Regions from separate parts of the Capra hircus genome. Here region 2 is linked to region 1. A link is a contact called in public Hi-C data. All regions are on one chromosome and are shown on one strand. The core of a region is the stretch at or near the end of the contact, and the rest is flanking DNA. Distances in the headings are between cores, read along the strand shown. Region 1 holds the start of LGI4 (leucine-rich repeat LGI family member 4). Region 2 has its middle 43 kb from the start of LSR.

Region 1 (7,271 bases), core at 1,751-4,250:
GCGGACCACACAGACACTTCCACAGACATGCACAAACAGGCAAGTGTGCACGCTCGCCCCGCCCCCCACGTGCACGTGCGTGGACAGCCCCTCCCTCGGGTGGCCTTCGCTCAGCCGGACCCCACTCACAGCAGGTGCAGTGACGGCACCCTCAGGAAACTGCCGGCCTTCAGCTGGGTGATTCGGGTCCTAACGAATGAGCTGGGGACGTGCGCAATGGTGGGTGAGGAGAAAACCGCTCCAGTGCGCCACTCCCATCCCAGAGCCGGCTCCTGTCCGAGGGGGGCAGGAGGGAACCTGATCCTGGGTGTGTGTATTTCCCCTGCATTCCAGGGGAGACGGGCAATTGCCCTCCTCGCTTGGCAAGGATCCTGGCAGCACTCTGCACACGCCATGGTTCTCCCTCCCCGAGGCCCCCCCCCCAAGATGCCCCTGCCCTCTGGAATTCCCATCCCCACCCCTGCTCCCTTTCAGATCCCAGTAGCCCCCTCCCAGGACTCCCAACATCCTTTGCTGCCCCCTCCCAAGATCCTGACAGGCCCTCCAGCCCCCAGGGTCCCAGGACTCCCATCCCCAGCCTCAGGCCCCCAGAGGGCTGACACTCACAGCGACAGCAGGGTCGGGGAGAGGATCTCGGGCAGGTCCACGGAGCCCTCACACAGAGCACTGTCTTTGGAGCAGGAGCAACTCAGAGGACACTTTCCCTTTGGGGGTCTCCAGGCCTCCCCCACCCCCAGCCCAGCCAGCAGCAGCAGTAGCAGAACTCCCGCCCCTCCCATGCCCCCTGACCCCCGCCGAGGCAGCAGCTTTTCTCTGCCCTCCCAGCTCGGCCCAGGTCTTGGCCACTACATCTCCCATGCCAGGCGACCCTCCATGCCGCCAGCTGGCACGCCCTGCCCCGGCTTCTCTCTCCTCTCAGTCTCTCTTCAGCCTGTCTTTCTTCCTCTATGTCTTCAGTGTCTAAATTTCTGCTTATGTCTTTTTCCCTGTTTTTGTGTCTCTCTCCTTTTCTGTATTTCTGACTCTGTTAGTCTGGTTCCCACTCTCTATCTCTGTCTCTCTATCTGAGTTGTCTTTCTCTTTCTCTTTTTCTCTGTCTCTGTCTGTCTGTTGGCCTCTCCTTCTGTGTGTGTGTGTGTGTGTGTGTGTGTCTGTCTGATGTCTTTATTTCTGTCCCTCTGCCCCCCCACCCCCCCAACCCTTCCAGCTCCCTGGAAGTTTCTTCCCCTCCTCCCACGTCCCTTCTCCCGGGAGGTTTGGGAAAGGGACTCTCTGGGCACCGGGCGCTCAAGGCAAAGCAGGGAAAGGAGGCGGGGGTCAGAGGCCATAGGAAGAGCAGCCCCTGGGGAAGGGGCCAGAGGGCCCCAAGGGAGGGGAGGGGCTACTGGGGGCTGAGCTGCCCTGGCTCCTCCCAGCCAGCCCCCTCCCCAGACACCCAACTCCACTCCACTCACGGAGGGTGAGAAGGATGTCACCAGGGTGGGGACCAGATGGCTCTGTCGGCAGGAGGGGGCGTGGAAGGAGAGACCACTAGGGGCTGGAGCCGTCCAGGCCACTCCCATCCAGCCCCCTCCCCTGGCTCCAGGAGGGTGTGGTGGGCACTGGCCCCGAGGCTTCAAGGGACCAGCTCAGGTCCAGCTGCTCCCTCTGGTGGCAATGCTCAGCAGGACAGCCACCCTGCTCCAAACCCACAACCTCTCTTGCCCCTCCTGAAGTTAACTCCTTGAGTGCCCACCACCCACTAGGGGTAGGGAGTCAAACCGAGGAAAAAAAGAATGAGAATGCCACCCCTTTCTTTAATATTGACTCTGTACCACGCCCTGTCCTACCAGTTCATCTGTTAGCTCATGCTGCCTCACTACAACCCTCTGAGTCTGGGACGATCATACGGCTATTTTACAGAAGGAAATACTGAGGAAAGGGGTCCAGTCATTTGCGATCTAGGTTATATAACTGGGGCAAAACCAGGGAGCAAGCCCAGGCAGCCGGCTCCATGGCTTCTCTTCCTTTGGAGGTCAGAACCTATGGATATTGGCTGCTTTCATTTTGGACCAAGCTTTTTAGCAGTCTGGATAGATTCTATCCATTAAATAACAAAAGGAAATAAATGACCCTTGTTACTCAACAGTCAATGTGAAATAGCAGTAATAATGCTCAGTGAGAGCTTGCTGTGCATCAGTCTTGACACGAATTTACTCGGCTCTCCACCCACCCACCCCCCTCCTGCCAACAGCCCGTGAGGTGGGTAGTATTACTAACTCCCACTTTACAGATGGGAAAACTAAGGCATGAGGAGAACACAGCCTCTGTTGGCACTGCTACACACACCGAGAACCCTTGGAGGACAAGGGGCTTAGCAGCATCTGCTCTGGCAGGGCCACTCAGATCTGGGTCCCTAATCCTTAGTTTGCCCATCTGTCAAATGGGGCAATTGTGGCACCCACTTCTCAGATGTGTAGAGAATTCAGGGAGAGGATAGAGAGGGTTTAGAGCAAAGTGGGTACCCAACAGGTTGGGGTGAATTTTGGACCAAGTGCTTATCCAGCACCCAAGGAGCTCTGTGATTTGAGCAAGGCCCTTCAAATCTCTGGTACTTCAGATGTAAAACAAGGATGAGAAACTTCTTTACAGGGTCTATGAAAAGCTAAATAAAGAACTTAGGGCCAGGGACACAGAGTAAAGACAGACAGGCTTAAATCCATACTCACTGAGTTCTCAGCACAGCTGGGTTCTTACTCCTGTTTACGATGAGAAGAATCACAAGGATGATGATGGTGAGAGCTTTTTTTTTTTCTTTTTTGGATCACTTACTGTGTGCCAGACTTAACTGTGTTCTAAATGTTTTCCATGGGTCATTTCAGATCATCATCCGGACCTCCCTCTGAGTCGAATACACTTTTTATTTTCATTTTACAGAAGAAGAAACTGAGCCACAGGAAGTTAAGTCATTGGTACATCGCCAGCTAGAAGGTGGCAGGGCCTGTCCTCTTTGGAGCAGTGGGTTCTGAAGGGGAGGAAAACGGCGCACTGGCTAAAGCTAGCCAGGTGTCCCCTCCCTCCTGTCCCCCGACTCCTTACCACCCCTCCCCAAGGCTACACACACATTAGGGTTATCATTAACCAGGACTGCTGGTGACCCTGGAGTACAGGGCCATCGAGGTCAGAGGCTCAGACAGATGGGGATGAGGGAGCTTTTTGAAGCTGCCAGGGTCCTGTGAGGCCATGTGCACATGCGTGCATGTATGCATGTGTGTATTTGTGTGTGTGTGAGGGCCACTTGTGCCTGAGTGTGAGTACATCTACCTGCCGCTGATCTGCATCCTGCAGAGCGAGGTACCTGAGCCCAGGTCTCTTTCAGGCAGGGGCAATTTCTACCCTTAACCACCAGAGGGACCTTAGGAGAAGGATCTCCACTTTGCTAACACTTCCTTGGTTTGCAGATCTCTAAAATGGGGTTAATAATAAGACAAGGTTGGGTTCAAAGACCTCTGAGCCCGGCCCGGAGTGATACGTGTGGCCTTAGTGACGTCTCCTTTTTGTAGGATAGGAAACCGAGGCACGGAGTAGTCTCTTGGGCTGCTCGAGCTCTCACTCCACAGGGAATGGCAGCGTCCAGAGCTGATCCCCGATTTCTTGGTCACCAGAGCCTGTGAGCCCAGCCCACCCATGAGGATGCCAGGTGCGCTGTCCTCCACGGGGGCCTGGGGGGCCACAGGATCTCAGGGACAGGGTGCTTTGGGGCTAAACAGATCAACACAGGTTTGGTGCTGTCTCCGAGTGTGTGACCACAGTGTGTCAGTCTGTACATGTCACTGTGTGGCCAGCAGTGTGCCTGTTTGCCCATGTGTGAGGATGTGAACACAAGCATCTGTGTGTGTGTGTCTGTTTTTATGGTTATGAAACCACAGCGTGGCTGCTTGTATGGCTGTGTCCTTGACTGTTTCTGCTTCTCTGTGAACCCACATAAATATGTGTGTGTGTGTGTGTGTGTGTGTGTGTGTACAAATGGACGCAGTTTGTGTGCCTTCACATGCCTGAGATTGTGTAGGAGTGCTGACCTTAAGCCCGGTGACCTTAAGCCCAGGCTGGGCCCAGTTCCTAGGAAGCAGTGCAGAAAATAATTGGCACCCACCCTCTCACCCTAGCTCAGAAGCTGTAATGTGGCTTTGAAGGTATTCAAGTGCGTGCGCATTGGTGTATTTCTGTACGGACAGTGTGTTATCTTTGGGACCATTTGTAAGTGTGCTTAAAGCTCTGTGTCCAGCTGGGTCTTTGATTGTGTCTCCATACGGGCACCAGCTTGGTGCATATGTATGTGTTGTGTGTGTATACAGATGTGTCTGTCCTGATGTTTTGTGACTGGTGTAAGAAGTGCTGGTGTGTGTATGTGTCTTTGGGCTTCTCCCTGGGTGTGTAATTCTGAGTTTGTATTTATGTACATGCATGTATTTGTCTTGTTTTGTGCCTGTTTATCTGGGTCTTTGGGTTTCTGTGTGTATGTGTGTGTGTGTGTGTGTGTGTGTGTGTGTGTGTGTGTGTACCCATGTGAGTCCTCATAGTCAGCAGCAGACAACTTACTCACACACTGAAATGCCCCTCAGACAGCCCTGTGGTGCTGATGAGGGCCTTGGAGGGCACCGGGGTCAAGGGTCAGTGGACTCCTAAGCTCTTAGGCCATGTGACCTTAAGCCCAGGCTGGGCCCAGTTCCTAGGGTGCAGCACAGAAAATCATTGACACCCCCTCTCACCCTAGCTCAGAAGCTCTCTGAGCAGTTTGTGAGGCTGGTGTGTGTGTGTGTGTGTGCGTGTGTGTGTGTGTGTGCGTGTGTGTGTGTGTGTGTGTGCATGCCTGCCTGTAATCCAGCCTGCCTGCCAGCACCTCCTCTCCCCAGCTTTCCCCATCGCTGACTGCCTACTGTTCCTCCTTCCGAGCTGAGAGAGTTAACCTAGCGGGCCAGGGCGGTCTGGGCTGGGGGCCGCCCCCTGGCCCCCCTCCAGCCCGGCTCCAGTTACAGCCTCGGGTTGGGGAGGGTAGGGGTGGGGTGGGGCTGGGAGGGGAGACCGCTGAGGGCAGCGCGGCCAGCTCTGGGCCAGGGGGTCCAAAGTGCTCGGCCCCGGGGCACAGCCGGACGTTTGGGGGCCTTCTTTCGGCAGGGGACAGTCTGACTGGGGTGAGCGTCCCCCGCCCCTCCCCTCCAGGGCCTCACCCCTGGCCTGGCTGGGCCGCCTATTTTGGGAGCAGGAGCCGCTTCCCAGGCAAGCCAGACCCAAGAGGAAGGGAGTGTGGTTGGGACGTTGGGGTGGAAGTGTGGGTGCAGCTCCGCCCTGCCTCTGCTGTGGTGCGTGCACACTGGCTGGGTGTGGGTTTCGCATACTCGTGTGTAGGTCGGTTGCCTCACTGAGGGCACCGGAGGCCCAGATGGGGACTAATATGTGTGCCTGTGTCTCCACCCCATGCCTTGCTCCAACCAGAAGTTTGGGGAGCGGGCGCCGTCCCCATTGCAGCCCCACTGTGTGTCTGTATGCATTGCGCATGCGTGCATCGTCCCCACCCCTGGCATCTGTCTTCTATCTCAGTCCCACCAGCCTGAGCCTCATGTCACTTGCCTGGTGCTGTCCGCTGGTGAAAGATGTCACCCAGAGGCAGGCCAGGGGATGTTTTCCCTGTTCTCATTGCTTCCAGAAGAGGAGAAGGGGTGGCCTTTCCCACGGGGGCAGCTGGTGGCAGTGTGGCAGCCCGGCCTCACCCGGGCAGGGTTGTGCATGACCCCCAAGTGGGGGGAGGAAGGCTGTTGCCATGGTGGCCTGTGCGAGGCAAATTCCTCCAGGGTGAAGTGGGAGATATTTATACCCAGGGTCAGGCAGAGAGCGGGCCAGCGGCCGAGGGCAGGAGAGCCGGGCTATTACGGACACAGCGAGGCCGTGGTGTGCGGGCAGGTGGCCCTTGGGCGTTTCCTGGCTGTCTCATCCCTGGCAGTGTCTGTCTCTCCACCTGGGTGGGGTGAGGCATCTGCTCTCCCCTGCCAGGGTAGGTGCTGGGAACCCAGGGCCTGCAGTGGGGGAGGCCCCGGCCTGCGGGAGATCCTTGTGGACTGTGTGGGCCTCACCCCTGCCCTTGCTGCTGGGTGACCCCCTTTGTGTGGGTTGTTTTGGTGACGCTGTGTCCTGGTGAGGCAGGGGGTGCCTCTGTTTCTCAGGGTGACCAAGCCGGATGATAGATGCTTTTGGAATTAAGTCCCTGGACTGTCTCTGACTTAACCGCTTGGGTTCAGGCCCCAGTGGTGGGAGAATGAGAGCACGCATTTCCTGACCTTTGGTATTCCCCAGGACAATGGCATCTCTCAGCCACATCTTGGTTCTTTGTGTGGGTCTCCTTGCCATGGTCAACGCAGGTGAGTCTGGGGGAGGCAGCCCACTACCACCTCAGCCACAGGGGTGGCAAGGGTAGGGGAAAATTCTGCAAGAGAACCAAGCTAGAGCCTCCAGTCTGAACTGAGTCTCAGTGGGGTCTCACGTGGGGTCTAGTCACAGACTGGTATCTGGGGGAGGGGAGAGGATGCCCCAGGTCGGGCAAAGGGGGAGGGTGGGATGGAGGCCGGCTTCCCATGAACGATGGAATCATAGACAACCTGGAATGAGATGGAGAGCTGAGGCAGTCAGGTGCCTCCTGCCCTACTCCGGACAGTATAGAGAGGCAGCCAAGACCCAGAGAGGGTGGGCAGCCTACTCAGAGTCCAACAGTCCCCAGACTCCTGCCCCGAGAATGTAAAACTCCCACAGGGTCTCGTGATGCTGCTCTCTGTCCAGGGTCCCAGGAAGCATCCAACCCTGATTTCTTCTTCTCTTTCCAGAAGCACCACAGGAACACGACCCATTCACCTACGGTGAGGGAGGGGCATCTTTCTCTGGGTGCTAGGTGGTTAGCCTGCCCTCTTCTCATTCCTCCCCTCTCCCTACCTCTCTCTGTTTCTGTCTCCATCATTCTCTAGACTCTCGGTGTTTCTATCTTTGTCGTTCTCATTCTTTCTCTCTTGATTTGGCTCTCTGACTCTTTCTGTCTCGATCTCCCTTTGTGAGTCTCTGTCTCTCCATGTGGCCCCTCTGTCTCTCTGATTCTTTCTCCTCTTACCTCTTAGTATCCCACGGCCCATCCTCTGTTGCCACCTGCCTTTCTCCTCTCCCTGACCCCCTTTCCCTCTCCATCATTCTTCCTTACTCGATTGCTTCCTCCCTCCTCCTTGCCCTGTCCACCTCCTCCCTTTTCTCCCTGA
Region 2 (7,271 bases), core at 3,193-5,692, 62 kb after region 1:
CAAAACCAAAGTCAAGAATTCCACTGGTTAGTATCAAGAGCAAAACCAGGGAGGCTAGACACTTCAAGTATGCGAAGGAAGCAGGCAGAGTAGGATTTTAGCAAAATGAAGTGTGAAATTGTAATGTTTTGCATCTATCCGAAATAATGGCTGGAATCATGGCAGCCATATTGCCACCTCAAGGGATGACATTGCCAACATGCCAGGAAATCCTAGTCCGCGAGGATACCATTCAACTCCTGCATTGACCTCTGTAGAGCCTCCCTACCTTATGGAACTAGTGTTTTGTCAAATAGTAAAGGCTTTTATTTTTAAGGTGTTTGGAACGTGTTCTTCCCTTAGTTTGTCCAATAGCGTCTTATGTGATACGTCCAGGAGGAGGGATGCGCAGAGGACGGCACAGGAACTTAAGCACTGTGGCTCACTCGGGGCTCAGGCCACAGCCCTCGCCGGAACCGTCCTGACTGTCGGCACCGCATCTCCAGTCCCAGGCGCTGCTGGTACCATGCTGTTGACTAAGGTCTCCATATTCTGTAGAAGGGAACAGTGAATTTCTAGCCACCAACCAACACAATTTTTAATTAAGGTCACTCCCAGAGCATACATGTATCAACTTTAACAATTTAACAGTTAATGTATAAAAATGTGAGAACCATGATTGCTTTAGGGGCTGGAGTGGGGGGCGGGTAGTAAAAATAAACTTCATGGGATGATGGAAATGTTCTTTATCTGAATAGGGGTTTGTTGGGCTTCCCTGGTAGCTTAGTTGGTAAAGCATGCGCCGGCAATGTGGAAGACCTGGATCCGATCCCTGGGTCGGGAAGATCCTCTGGAGCAGGAAGTGGAAACCCACCCCAGTATTTTTGCCTGGACAATCCCATGGACAGATGAGCCTGGCGGGCTATAGTCCATGGGGTCACAAGAGTTGGACACGACTTAGCGACTAAACCACTACCGCTAGTCCACTACCACTATATATCACTACAATATATGCACTAGGCAAAACTCTGCACATGTATTTTAAATGTGTGCTTTTCACTTATTCAAAGTTTAGCTCATTTTGAACTGTGAACATTGAACTCTAGTGACTTGAATGCTAAAATGTTTAAGGATTTAAGAGTACTGTTTTTAAATACTTCATTTTAACTTATTATCCATCAGAGGCGACTTCCCTGGTGGTCCGGTGGCTAAGACTCTGCTCCCAACTCCAGGGGCTCCAGTTCTATCTCTGGCCAGGGAACTAGATCCCACATGCTGAAACTAAGAGTTCACATGCTGCAGCTAAAGATCCCGCACGCCTCAACAAAGATGGAAGATCCTGTGTGCCACAACCAAGACCTGGCACAGCCAAATAAACACATATTTTCAAAAGTCAGCAGATAAACCATACGGATCAATGAATGAATGAAGGGAAAGACAGGTATGTGTGCGTGCTCAGGCACTCAGTCGTGTCCAACTCTTTGCGACCTCATGGACTGTAGCCTGCCAGGCTCCTTTGTCCATGGAATTCTCCAGGCAAGAATACTGGAATGGGTAGCCATTCCCTTCTCCAGCAGATCTTCCCAACCCAAGGACTGAATCCCAGTCTCCTGCACTGCAGGCAGATTCTTTACTGTCTGAGCCACCAGGAAAGCCCAAAGGCAGGTATCTGATGAGGCAAACATGGAAAAATGTAAACAATTGCAAAATCTAGATGATGGATATATGCATATTATGGTAAACTGTGCTTAACTTTTCTGTTGATTTGAAAGTTTTCCTAACTAAATATTGAGGGAAAAGCAAAAGCCTAGGCAACTGGTTCCACTACTGTGGCAGATACCTAAAGTAATCATGGCTCAGACCAGGCAGAATTCTGGATCTTTCTCGGCGGCAGTCAGCTTGCCCTTTTCTCCTGCTGCAATGTCACCCAAGGATACTGTCTTCAGCAGCTGATGACTGTCCATGCCCCTTGACTACCAGGCCCTCAGTCTCCAGACCGAGGAAGAGAAAAAGTAAGAACTAAAAATCTTTCTTGTTGAGAGTTATGAAAATAACTAACAGAGAAACCAGAAACGATGATGGTGATTATAACAACAGCAGCAGCCAAGGCCCTGTTCTAAGGACATCACATGGATGGGTTCATTTACTCCTCAAACAACCTTATGAGATTTGTTGTTGTTGTTGTTTAGTCGATAAGTACCGTCCAACTCTTTTGTGACCCCGTGGACTGTAACCCAGCAGGCTACTCTGCGCATGGGATTTCCCCATTAAAAATACTAGAGTGGGTTGCCATGCCCTTCTCCAGGGGATCTTCCCAACCCAAGGATTGAACCTGCGTCTCCTGCATTGGCAGGAAGATTCTTTATCATCTGAGCTACCAGGAAAGCCCCTCATGAGGTAAGTTCTGTTGTTATTCTCAGCTATGGATTCGGAAACTTAGGCCCCGGGGGGCTGAGTGGTATCTTCATATCAGAAGAGGATGGTGGAAATCGAATCCGCATCTTAAAGGGCAGGAAGTCGACAGACAATGGCTTTGTGGGTAACACTGAGTCAAAAACCAGAGGCAGAAACATCTTGTTAAGAGATGTGGAATCTGTGACAGAGGAGGAACCGCAGAACCTGTGACTACTGCCTCTGGAGGGAGGAAGAGGTGTGAGGAGGAGACGGGGTGGGGGTGGGGACCGTGGCAACATCATCATGGCCGGCAGGAAATGAGACCGGAAGTCGTGAATCTCTGAACCTGGCAGCCTCCGCTTCTGTGATCCCAAGCGATTGTACCTCTCATTCGTGTTAGTGTCCACACCCCACCGATGGTATCTGGGAAAAGGGGGGAACAACATGAGAGCTGATGATGGAGCTTTGGAGGCCCCCACTGGAAGCTGGACAGTCTGCTAGTAGGGATGACTCAGCCTGGAAGCGTGAGGTCAGGAGCAGTCCACGTGAGCAAGCCCATAGGGCTTTGACTGGTGTCCTGCCTAAAGCTCTCCAAAGCCAGAATTGAATGACACCAGCATCAGCAATGGCACCCCACTCCAGGACTCTTGCCTGGAAAATCCCATGGATGGAGGAGCCTGATGGGCTGCCGTCTATGGGGTCGCACGGAGTCAGACACAACTCAAGCAACTTAGCAGCAGCAGCAGCTACCACAACAAACACTGATGAAAGCTATGTTGGGCCAGACACTGTTCTAGGCACTACACACGTATCAATTCATTTGATCCAACAACAAGGGGGAAACTGAGGCACAGAGCAGCAACACCTGTCCCTCAAAAAGTCATCACACTGGGAACGCCTCTGTGAACCTCTTGCCACAAAAGATCACTACAGAGTAAGAATAAACCAAACATCAGATTTCCCCAAAGGTGGACGCTTCCTTGATTCATTTCCGGTGCCCTTGCTTTAATTTCAACCACAGTGACCAGATCATCGTCTGGGCAGGGTGCTGAGAGCATCAGTGGCAGGAAGGTGTGTGTGTGTATTGTGTTACAAGAGTCTTGTCTGACTCTTTGTGACCCCACGGACTGTGGCCCGCCAGGCTCCTGTATCCATGGGATTTCCCAGGAGAGAACACTGGAGTTGGTTGCCATTTCCTTCTCCAGGGGATCTTCCTGACCTGGGGATTGAACTCACAGCTCTTGTGTCTCCTGCATTGCAGGCAGATTCTTTACCACTAGCACCACCTGGGAAGCCCGAGGAGGGTGGCCAGTTCTAACTGCATCAGGAGGCATAGCCTGGGGGAGCCACCTTGGCCTTCTAATCGATGTGGGAGGATTACTCTGATATGAGCCTTGGGGCTACCAATAGCATTTATTAGAGAGTTGGCTGAGGCTGGGTGAGTCTCCATCTGTGGAGGGCTGAGGGCATCCCATCCCTCTCTAATGTTCCCTATTGTGTTATGATGATTGCCTTAATAAAAAGACATAAACAAGAAAGAGGCAAACATTTTAATATCAAAGAGAAGAAAGAGTGTGGGGAGGAAGGGATGGGTGAGGAAAGATGACAGTAGGAGGCGGTAAAATGTTTCAAAGATTCCCACGAAAAACTGAGAAAAGACTTTTGTCCTCAAAGGAACTCTTGGCAGGGTCCTGACCAGGCAGCCCAGGTGATTTGTTGGATGGGCTGAGTCCTCCTGGATTCTACTCCCAGCCTTGTCCCAGCTATGGGGAATGAGAGTGCCTCGGTTTCCCCAGGTGGTTATGAGAACAGATGAGCCCACGTGGCAAGGCGCGCTAGCTGTCTGTGTTAACTGATGGGTGGGCTCGTCTGCGTTCTGCTTGTGGGATGTTACTACGCTTACCCAGTTCTCAGTTGGCAGGCAAATGGAAAGGGTATAAATAGTCACCTCTCGGTTTCTCATCAATGCATTAAATGTGACTTGGCATCCTGCCCAGCCTCCCTCCTGGGGCAGTTGGTGGGCAAGGGCTGTTTTGCAGAGGTCTAGCGGGTGTCCAACCCCCAGCTGCCCTGTGACACACCAGGTGTTATCCCTCCCACCCCATGCCCGCCTTGGCACCAGCTCACACGGCCTCTCCAGGCCACTGCCTGTTTGTCTGGACTCAGCCGTCCAGCCCCAGCCTGCATTAGGTCAGTCTGTTCACAAACGGGTTCTGGGAAGGCTGTGCCAGGCGGCGGGTGGAGGGGAGGGGAGGGAGGGGCGGACGCGGCTGGTGAGAGCTGGGCTGTCCCAGGGCCTCCCTCCATTTCACTGCATCAACTTCTCAAAGGCTGAGCTCTCCCCTGGCTCTAGAGTGGGACCCTAAAGGCAGCAGATAGAGATTCTGAACCCATCTCTGGATTCAAGTCTCATTTTGCCCCACATGTGACCTAACACTCATCGCCTATCTTTTCATTGCCTCAATTTCCCCATCTGTAAAATGGAGATAATAACAGTGCCTACTCCATATGGTTGCTGGAAGGGTTAAATGGATATTATTATTATTATTATCATATTCTGATGTTCCAGACAGTGTCAGAGTGCATGTGTGCTAAGTCACTTCAGTCGTGTCCAGCTCTATGCGACCCTATGGACTGTAGCACGTCAGGCTCCTCTGTCCAAGGCACTCTCCAGGCAAGACTACTGGAGTGGCTTGCTGTGCCCTCCTCCAGGGAATCTTCCCAACCAGGGATTGAACCCACGTCTCTTATGTGTACCTGCATTGGCAGGCAGGTTCTTTACCGCTAGCGCCACCTGGGCAGCCCTAGTGTCAGAGTATCTGCTGTGAATAGGGTTGGCTATTTCCCACCAGACTAACTCAATCGGTAAAGAATCTGCCTGCAATGCAGGAGACTTGGGTTCAATTCCTGGGTTGGGAAGATTCCCCTGGAGAAGGAAATGGCAACCCACTGCAGTGTTCTTGCCTGGAGAATCCCATGGAAGAGGAGCCTGGCGGGTTATAGTCCATGGGGTCCTAAGAGTCAGGCAAGACTGAATGACTAACACTTTCCCTTTTTTTTTTTTTTTCACCAGACTAGGTAAGTCATTAAGAGCAAAACCTTTGGCGCCAACCTGGCTGGGTTCAACTCCCAGCCCCAGCATTTATTACCTGTGTATTACCTGTTACCTTTACCATTATTATTTATTTCAGGCAGGGCTGGTCTTTGTTGCTGCTTGGCTTTTCTCTATTTGCAGCAAATGGGGCCTGCTCTATTGCAGTGCGTGAGCTTCTCACTGCAGCGGCTTCTTTCATTGCAGAGCCCAGGCCCGAGGACACACAGGCTCAGTGGTTGTGGCTCCAGGGTTCTAGAGCACAGCCTCAACAGTTGTGGTGCACAAGTTTAGTCACTCCACCACATGTGGAATCGTACCAGATCAGGGATCAAACCCATGTCTCCTGCATTGGTGGGCGGATTCTTTACCACTGAGCCACCACGGAAGCTCCCCTATGTACCCTTAGATATGGATCTTAACCTCTCTGTGCCTCAGTTCCCTCATCTATAAAATGGGGACGATGATTATGCCTTTAGAGTATGGTGAGGAGTGATAAATTAAACTTGCCAAGTTCTTAGAACGCTGTCTGGCACACAGTGAGAGCTCCATTGTTGCCGTTGTTACTGGAGGTCTGCTCTCTTCCCATCGGGGTGGCTGAGCTGCTGTGATATGATCCTGGAGCAGCCCTCATCTCTTCTAAGGAAGCATTGCTTGAGGATTAAGGCAACACAATAAAAGGGTAGAATAGAGAGATGAAGGAAGGTGATACTGGAGAACATTTTTGGAGCACCTGGATCTAACTGTGCCTGAAGCAAGACCTGCCCCTGGACTTCTTGATTCCAGTTCAGTTCAGTTCAGTTGCTCAGTTGTGTCCAACTCTTTGCAACCTCATGAACTGTAGCACGCCAGGCCTCCCTGTCCACCACCAACACCTGGAATTTACTCAAACTCATGTCCATTAAGTCGGTGATGCCATCTAACCATCTCATCCTCTGTTGTCCCCTTCTCCTCCTGCCTTCAATCTTTCCCAGCATCGGGGGCTTTTCAAATGAGTCAGCTCTTCACATCAGGTGGCCAAAATATTGGAGTTTCAGCTTCAGTCCTTCCAAATGAACACCCAGGACTGATCTCCCTTAGAATGGACAGGTTGGATCTCCTTGCAGTCCAACAGACTCTCAAGAGTCTTCTCCAACACCACAGTTCAAAAGCATCAATTCTTCTGCGCTCAGCTTTCTTCACAGTCCAACTCTCACATCCATACATGGCCACAGGAAAAACCATAGCCTTGACTAGATGGACCTTTGTTGGCAAAGAAATGTCTCTGCTTTTTAATATGCTATCTAGGTTGGTCATAACTTTCCTTCCAAAGAGTAGGCATTTTTAAATTTCATGGCTGCAGTCACCATCTGCAGTGATTTTGGAGCCCAAGAAAATAAAGTCAGCTACTGTTTCCGCTGTTTTCCCGTCTATTTACCATGAAGTGATGGGACCAGATGCCATGATCTTAGTTTTCTGAATGTTGAGCTTTAAACCAACTTTTCATTCTCCTCTTTCATTTTCATCAAGAGGCTCTTTAGTTCTTCTTCACTTTCTGCCATAAGAGTGGTGTCATCTGCATATCTGAGGTTATTGATATTTCTCCTGGAAATCTTGATTCCAGCTTGTGCTTCTTCCAGCCCAGCGTTTCTCATGATGTACTCTGCATAGAAGTTAAATAAGCAGGGCGACAATATACAACCTTGACATACTCCTTTTCCTATTTGGAACCAATCTGTTGTTCCATGTCCAGTTCTAACTGTTGCTTCCTGACCTGCATACAGATTTCTCAAGAGGCAGGTCAGGTGGTCTGATATTCCCATCTCTT

Evidence for each region. A called contact is a pair of places that touch in the nucleus more often than the background predicts.
Region 2: a Hi-C map of blood shows a contact between it and region 1, with 2.5 times the contacts expected there. The contact joins the enhancer-like site here to the promoter of LGI4 in region 1. A contact is called at or near these places in 2 of 5 Hi-C or Micro-C datasets (both in blood).

Annotation. Positions count from the first base shown.
Region 1 is chr18:46,686,434-46,693,704 of ARS1.2, forward strand. LGI4 (leucine-rich repeat LGI family member 4) reads right to left here and starts at 3,001. Exons shown (of 9, transcript XM_018063356.1): 1 at 2,709-3,001; 2 at 607-666; 3 at 130-201. It overlaps FXYD1 (phospholemman), which reads left to right and starts at 3,552. Exons shown (of 7, transcript XM_018063399.1): 1 at 3,552-3,679; 2 at 6,328-6,392; 3 at 6,852-6,884. The coding sequence starts at 6,332.
Region 2 is chr18:46,746,654-46,753,924 of ARS1.2, forward strand. No RefSeq gene overlaps it. Among named protein-coding and RNA genes, the nearest start is that of LSR, 43 kb to the right of the region's middle. Within about 2 kb of position 4,443, at least 2 of the 5 cell types and tissues checked have an H3K27ac peak or open chromatin away from gene starts, as enhancers often do.